2 separate regions of the Mus musculus genome follow, and region 1 is linked to region 2. A link is a contact called in public HiChIP or PLAC-seq data. All regions are on one chromosome and are shown on one strand. Each heading gives the region's core, a stretch centred on a gene start, on an enhancer-like site or on the middle of the called end of the contact. The rest is flanking DNA. Distances are from core to core; before and after follow the strand shown.

Region 1 (3,761 bases), core at 842-3,341, 110 kb after region 2:
TGAAGCTGGGCAGTGGTGGTGCACACCTTTAATCCTATCACTCATATCTGAGTCTGAGGCCAGCCTGGTCTACATACTAATTTCCATGACAGCCAGGGCTCTACACAGAGAAACAAGTAAACAGAAAACCACTTTCTGTCACCTACATGGGGTTACAGAGGGTTGTGAGCTGACACGTGGGTGTTTGGATTGGAACCCGGGTTATCTGGAAGAGCAGTGCTCTAAATACTCAGCCATCTATCTCCCCAGCCTCTATGCCCAGCTATGCCCAGTTTTTTTTTAAATTTATTTTATGTTCATTGGTGTTTTGCCGGCCTGTGTATCTGTGCGAAGGTGTCAGATCCCCTGGATCTGGAGTTACAGACAGATATGAGACAGATTTGGTTGCTGGGAATTGAACCAGGGTCCTCTGGAAGAGAAGCCAAGAGAGCTCTTAACCTCTAAGCCAAACCCGGTTTTAAAAAGCATTTTTTGGAGCTGGGCAGTGGTGGTGCATACTGTTAATCCCAGCACTTAGGAGGCAGAGGCAGGCAGATTTCTGAGTTCGAGGTCAGCCTGGTCTACAGAGTGAGTACCAGGACAGCCAGAGCTACACAGAGCAACCCTGTCTCGAAAAAGCCAAAAAGAAAAAGAAAAACATTTTTGGACGCACCAAGTGGCTCAGCAGGTAAGGGCACTTGCTGGGAAGCCTTATGACTTGAGTTTGATCCCCGGGATCTACATGGCAGAAGGAAAGAACCGACTCATGCAAGTTGTCTGATGACTGCAACATTCATATGTGCCCCTCTCTCAAACACATAAGTAAAATGTAATTTAAAAGACACTTAAAAAAAAAAAAAGTAGTGCATTGTGTGGAGAGCGTGCATACTGTTCTAGCATCCCAGTTAGGTTTGCCTTCATCTGGGGCTGCTATGGATAATGTAATGTCATGGACATTTGCATACAAGATTTGTGTAGACATATTACCCTGTTCTATTTGCCCACACTCCCTCTCTGATGAGTATAGTATTCAAGCTGGCAGAACCCAGCCCTTGTTCTCTGAGCTCAGCTAAGAGCTGTGGGTAGCTGGGACTTGAAGGGCTGTGTAGCTGTCAGAAGGCATTGTGGAGGACAGGGACTTGAAGGATAAATAGAAGATAACTGAGGCTCAGAATCACGAGGCTACTGGGGCCTGGGTGCTGTCCTGTAAGGAGTTCTGGGTGACAGTAAAGGTTACAGGGAGAGGAAAGGAAGGAGGGGCTCAAGATAAGGCATTGGCTTCTGCAAGTATGGAGTCCAGATGGACATCAGCGTGATGGGGAATTGCAAGGAACCAAGACAAGTCCCAGACCTGCCTCCCCTATATCATCTGGGTGCTGGGGTTGGCAGTGACCCCAATACGCCCGTGTGGAGATGAGAATTTACATCTCTGAAGAGCCCCGGTGGTAGGTGGTAATTGGCAGGAAGCTGGCCTGCACATAGGTGGCAGGGCCCTCATCTTGAAAAGGTTTGCTTTGGCAAGGTGTGCGCTGGGGTCGAGGTGCTTCTCAGAAGGGTTCTGTCTGGTCGCTGATCCTCGTCTGGGGGAGACTGGTCAGGTCTGGAAGAGGTTTAGCAGACAATACATACAGACCAGTGACTTTGAGATTTGCTTTTGAATAACAACGATCTGAGCCCGTGGTCCTGGTGGCTGGTTTGGTGACAGCCTTTCTTCTTCTCCCTGCAGCCCATCCACAGACGCCATGCAGGGGGCTCTGATGCCCCTGCCTTCGCTGCTGCTGTTGCTGTTGGGGTGTGGGCCAAGAGTGTCCTCTGGCGGCGGAGCTGGGGGTGCAGCGGGCTATGCCCCGGTAAAGTATGTGCAGCCCATGCAGAAAGGACCCGTGGGACCGCCTTTCCGAGAGGGCAAAGGCCAGTACTTGGGTGAGAGCCTCCCCTACTCTACCGTATCTAAGACCGCTCCTCCCTTACCTAAATCCCTCCAGACACTCCAGACCACAGCTCCTCAGGGTGCAACTGAGATCTTCCCATCTTCATTTAGTCTTACTTCGACTGGTCCAGGGATTCTCAGCTTTACAGGGCCTGAAACTGGCTGTGATTGGCTGGTGCAGGTGGTCTTTATAAGGGGGTGGGGCCGGGCAGGAAGATAGATAGGTAATGAAGCAGCTTGACTGGTCTGTAATGCGGGTTATTGGCGCCGCCTGGTGGTGGGATGGCCATCAGGTCTTGCAGCCATAAATATTCTAAGTTCATTGGGCAAGGCCTGGCTGGGAAGTTGGGTACAGGGAGTTCTGGATGAGGACTCCTGCAATGTTCCCAGGATAGCAACGGGACAGGGACAGCTCTAGACGCCCTCCAATATGGGGGGACAGCTCTGGGAGTGTTCTCTGTGAGCAGATTCTCTGTTCCTCCACAGTACTCTGCACATTGCCATGGGGGATTGGATAGATGAGGTACCCAGCTTCCATTGTCCAGGTCTCTGACTGTCCCCTTCTCTCTCTTTCAGAAATGCCTCTACCGATGCTGCCAATGGACTTGAAAGGAGAGCCAGGTCCCCCTGGGAAGCCGGGACCTCGGGGTCCCCCTGGGCCTCCTGGCTTCCCAGGAAAACCAGGCACTGGAAAACCTGGGGTTCATGGACAGCCAGGCCCTGCTGGCCCCCCTGGCTTCTCCCGAATGGGCAAAGCTGGTCCCCCAGGGCTCCCAGGCAAGGTTGGACCACCAGGGCAGCCAGGGCTACGGGGGGAGCCAGGGATACGAGGGGACCAGGGCCTCCGGGGGCCCCCAGGACCCCCTGGCCTTCCTGGTCCCTCAGGTATTACTGTCCCTGGAAAACCAGGTGCCCAGGGGGCTCCAGGGCCTCCAGGATTTAGGGGGGAGCCAGGACCCCAGGGAGAGCCTGGGCCCCGAGGAGATAGGGGCCTCAAAGGGGATAATGGAGTGGGCCAACCAGGGCTGCCTGGAGCCCCTGGACAGGCAGGTGCCCCTGGGCCCCCTGGGCTGCCCGGTCCAGCTGGCTTGGGCAAACCAGGTTTGGATGGGATACCAGGAGCCCCAGGAGACAAAGGTGATTCTGGCCCCCCTGGGGTTCCAGGTTCTAGGGGAGAGCCAGGAGCTGTGGGTCCAAAAGGCCCTCCTGGGGTAGATGGTGTGGGGATACCAGGGGCAGCAGGGGTGCCAGGGCCACAGGGTCCAGTAGGGGCTAAAGGAGAGCCAGGGCTCCGGGGCCCCCCTGGCCTGATAGGCCCTGTTGGCTATGGGATGCCAGGAAAACCAGGACCTAAGGGAGACAGGGGCCCAGTTGGGGCCCCAGGGCTCTTAGGAGACAGAGGTGAGCCAGGAGAGGATGGGAAGCCAGGGGAGCAGGGTCCACAGGGACTTGGGGGTCCACCTGGCCTTCCTGGGTCTGCAGGGCTTCCTGGTAGACGTGGGCCCCCTGGGTCAAAGGGAGAGGTAGGACCTGGAGGTCCCCCAGGAGTGCCTGGCATTCGAGGAGACCAAGGGCCTAATGGCCTGGCTGGGAAGCCTGGGCTCCCTGGTGAGAGGGGACTTCCTGGGGCCCATGGACCCCCTGGACCGACTGGGCCTAAGGGTGAGCCAGGTTTTACAGGTCGCCCTGGAGGGCCAGGGGTGGCAGGAGCCCTAGGACAGAAAGGTGACTTGGGGCTTCCTGGGCAGCCTGGCTTGAGGGGTCCCTCTGGAATCCCAGGGCTCCAGGGCCCAGCTGGCCCTATTGGGCCTCAGGGTCTGCCAGGCCTGAAGGGTGAACCGGGCCTTCCAGG
Region 2 (3,655 bases), core at 938-3,437:
CTTTTTCTAAGATGCATTTTGTGGGGCTTTATTTTATTTTTGTCTGCATGTATGTATATGCACCACATGCATCTCAAATTGGAGTTACAAATAATTATGAGACCCCATATGGGTACTGGAAACCAAACCCTAGTTATCTAAAGAACAGTAAGTGCTCTTAACCACTGAGCCATCCATCTCTCCAGCCCCAAAGCAACAGTATAATCTCTTGGAGCTTACTTGCTACCCAACTTTCCTGTGCTTTCTTTGCTCAAGAAACCAACACAAAAAGGTTTCTAAAATCAAAACAAACAAATGAAAAAAAAAAAAAAAAAAAAGAGGGAGAGAAAACAAACAAAAATACCCAGGATAACCAGGAATTGGCAAGGCATGTGGTAAAATTCTATACTCAAAACAGATTGAAGCAGAAAGATAGAGTTCAAGGACAGCTTGAACTATGAAAGATCCCTTCTCAAAGAAATCAGGAGAGAAAAACAAAACAAAAACAAAACAAAAATGAATCTGGACTTATAGATTTAGTTTCCTAGTTCTGGTTGACAAAACAAAGTCTCCCCTGCTGCCTTTCTTTCGGGGGTGGTGGTGGTGAGTGGTTATAGTCTGTAACCCAAACTGACCCCAGACTTTAGTCAATTCTGCCTCAGCCTTCTGGGTGCTAGAATTACAGGTATATATAAACCCCACCTCACTTCAATTTTTCTTTTTCTTATTTTGGGGGAAGAGGAGATTGGGTTCCCAAACCAAACTGTCCTAAAACTCACTATGTAATTCTCCTACTTTCATTTCCCAAGAACTCAGATTATCATTATAAACCTAATCAAAGACTTTTTAAATTACAGGGGTAGGCGTGGTGGTTGATGCCTTTAATTCCAGCACCCAGGAAGCAAAGGTAGACATATCTGAGTTTGAGGACAGACTGGTCTACAAAGAAATTCTAAGCAAACCAGGGCTTCACAGTGTGACACCGTCTCAAAACAAGCAATAGCTATATAACCTGGGGGCTAGAGAGATGATTTAGTGGTTAAGAGTACTTACACAAATCATGAGGGTCAGAGTTCAGATCCCAGCACCAGTATTAAGCTGAACATCCTACCTGTGATGTCATTGTGGGGAGAAGGTGACAAAAGAATCTTTGGGGCCTAGTGGGAAAATAAGAGCTCCACATTCAGAGACTGCGTCACAGGGACAGATCAGAGTAAGAGAGGAGGAGACACAATGCCTTCTCCTGGCCTCTGCAGACACATGTGTACACACATATACACATTACAACATAAAATTGAGACAGAAATCCTATGGATTTAACTCCAGATAATAAATTCAACATAACTGGTGTGTGTGTGTTTTGAGACAGGGCTCACTATAAAGCCCTGGCTGGGTTGAACATAAATGCTTCTTAAAATTAGTGTAGTCATTAAGATTTTTTTTACCACCAAGCATTTACCTCAGTAGAATCAATGATTCAACTTGAACTGCCTCTGAAAAACACCAGCAGCACCACTGGCTTCTTCAATTACAGTCAGGGTATAACTCTGCAATGAGAGGAAGTGGTAAAATGGCTACTATAGCTTAAAGATTCTATTATTGTTTAAAACCCACAACAAAAGTTCTACTTTAGAGGCTGGAAAGATGGTTCATTTATTAAGAGTGCTTGCTGTAGTCAGTCATGGTATGTCACAGAACTCTAGGTTTTAGGTTAGCCTGGTCTACATAGTGAGTATCAGGATAGCCAAGGCTATAAATTGAAACTGTCTTTAAAAAAAAAAAAAATTAAATCCCTATCCCAACCGTTTAACTGTTTGCCATTCAATGGTGAGAACCTGAATTTGAATCTCCAGTATGAACATAAGATCTGGGTGTGTGGAGCCGGGCGTGGTGGCGCAAGCCTTTAATCCCAGCACTCCGGAGGCAGAGGCAGGCGGATTTCTGAGTTCGAGGCCAGCCTGGTCTACAAAGTGAGTTCCAGGACAGCCAGAGCTACAGAGGAACCCTGTCTCGAGGAAAAAAAAAAAAAAGAAGAGTGGGAATGCAGCTCAGTAGCCAAGGATGCAAGCAACAGCAGATCCAATTTCCAACAGTTTAATAAGCAAGGTAGATATGCGTACATGCATGGCAGTAATTCCATCACTATGGAAACAGAGTCATAAGAGATCAAAAGTTCCAGGTCTAGGCTGGTGAGATGGCTCAGAGGTTAAGAGCAAGCACTTGCTGCTCTTCCTGAAAACCCAAATTTGGTGCCCAGTTATGACACACACACACATTATGTGGTCTGAAACAAGAAAAGTGGTTAAAAAAAAAAAAAAGGGGCTGGGCAGTAGTGGTTTGCGCAGGCCTGTAATCCCAGCACTTGGGAGGCAGAGGCAGGCGGATTTGAGTTCGAGGCTAGCCTGGTCTACAGAGTGAGTTCCAGGACAGCCAGGGCTACACAGAGAAACCCTATTATCACACACACTCCTTACCCAGAAAAATCAAAAGCCCATGTGTTGATGCTATTCCTGGCTATCAACTTGACTACACATTTAATTAACTAAAGCACAACAGCTGAGCATACCTGTGAGGGACTTTTTTTTTTAATTATATTTTGGTTTTTTTTTTTTGGTTTTTCGAGACAGGGTTTCTCTGTATAGCCCTGGCTGTCCTGGAGCTCACTTTGTAGACCAGGCTGGCCTCGAAATCAGAAATCCGCCTGCCTCTGCCTCCGAGTGCTGGGATTAAAGGAGTGCGCCACCACGCCCGGCTTAATTATATTTTGTATTTAGAGTATGTTGTGGCTCCAGTCACAAACAATAGTAGCAAGTTACCAACCATGTATGTAGGTGTGGGGAATTGAACCTGGGTCCCTCTGAAAGAGCAGTCATTGTTCTTAACTAATGAGCCATCTCTCCAACCCAGAATTTTTAAAAACAATTAAGTCACTTAAGTCATTTAAGTGGGAAGACCCTCTTCTGATCTGATACACTTAATACACTTTTAATCCAGATCTTTTTTCTAACCCCACTCACCCCCCCCCCCTCCAAGACAGTCTCTCACTTGTAGCTGGCTATTCTGGAACCTGATCTATATATCAGATTGGCCTTGAACTCACAGAGATCAACTTGTCTGTCTCCCTAGTGCTGGGAATAAGGGCCTGCACCTCCACTGCTCAGCCCTGGCTGAAAATTATTCACTGTAATAACTAAAAATCTAAATATAGCACAGCACTAATGCATTTGAGAAGTTTTAGTGTGGCCCACTAGCACTATTTAGTCCTCTATCAAAGTAGTAAAAGTCCTTACTTCCATTATTATTAAAGACCCAGAATGACTAATAAATGAAATGAATTGTGTGTGGCTGTTTCAATTTTTTATAGTAAAGTTTCTTTGAAATATTGGTTTTTACAATATTTCATCCTTTATTTCTATAATTGTCAAATGAATACTGTTATTATTCTCAAAATAGACAAGGAATGAAAAAATTTTCTTCTAGAAGTTCCAAGTAATCTGTATTCAAAAGCTTATTAAAAGCCAATGAAGATCGGTCAGTTTAATCCCAGCACAGAAGAAGACACAGGAGGATCTGTTCCAGAACAGTCAAGGCTACACTGAGAAATCTCTCTCTAAAATGATGGTAAAGTGCTTGCCCTGTAAGAAGAGGAAAACCCTTAGAAGCAGTTGTAAGCAGT

What was found. HiChIP or PLAC-seq counts read pairs in DNA pulled down with a chosen protein or histone mark.
Region 1: an H3K4me3 HiChIP or PLAC-seq map of bone marrow-derived macrophages shows a contact between it and region 2, with 2.2 times the contacts expected there. The contact joins two enhancer-like sites. A contact is called at or near these places in 12 of 39 promoter capture datasets (the 3T3-L1 cell line, 3T3-L1-derived adipocytes, the C10 cell line and 10 more), 4 of 15 datasets of contacts at CTCF or cohesin (CD8 T cells, the NIH/3T3 cell line, embryonic stem cells and 1 more), 28 of 484 Hi-C or Micro-C datasets (the Ba/F3 cell line, the C2C12 cell line, CD4 T cells and 22 more), 23 of 115 datasets of contacts at active chromatin or transcription factors (DN3 thymocytes, the HPC-7 cell line, acute myeloid leukemia and 14 more) and 3 of 9 other capture datasets (adipose tissue, liver and pancreatic islet).

What each region holds. Positions count from the first base shown.
Region 1 is chr4:126,307,895-126,311,655 of GRCm38.p6, forward strand. Col8a2 (collagen, type VIII, alpha 2) reads left to right here. Exons shown (of 4, transcript NM_199473.2): 3 at 1,706-1,902; 4 at 2,486-3,761. The coding sequence starts at 1,722. Among named protein-coding and RNA genes, the nearest start is that of Adprhl2, 12 kb to the right of the region's middle. Within about 2 kb of position 2,092, at least 45 of the 459 cell types and tissues checked have an H3K27ac peak or open chromatin away from gene starts, as enhancers often do. A contact at or near this core is called in bone marrow-derived macrophages, where this site is marked.
Region 2 is chr4:126,192,879-126,196,533 of GRCm38.p6, forward strand. Thrap3 (thyroid hormone receptor associated protein 3) reads right to left here. Exons shown (of 12, transcript NM_001356455.1): 2 at 1,439-1,526. Among named protein-coding and RNA genes, the nearest start is that of Gm25323, 6.6 kb to the right of the region's middle. Within about 2 kb of position 2,188, at least 20 of the 459 cell types and tissues checked have an H3K27ac peak or open chromatin away from gene starts, as enhancers often do. A contact at or near this core is called in bone marrow-derived macrophages, where this site is marked.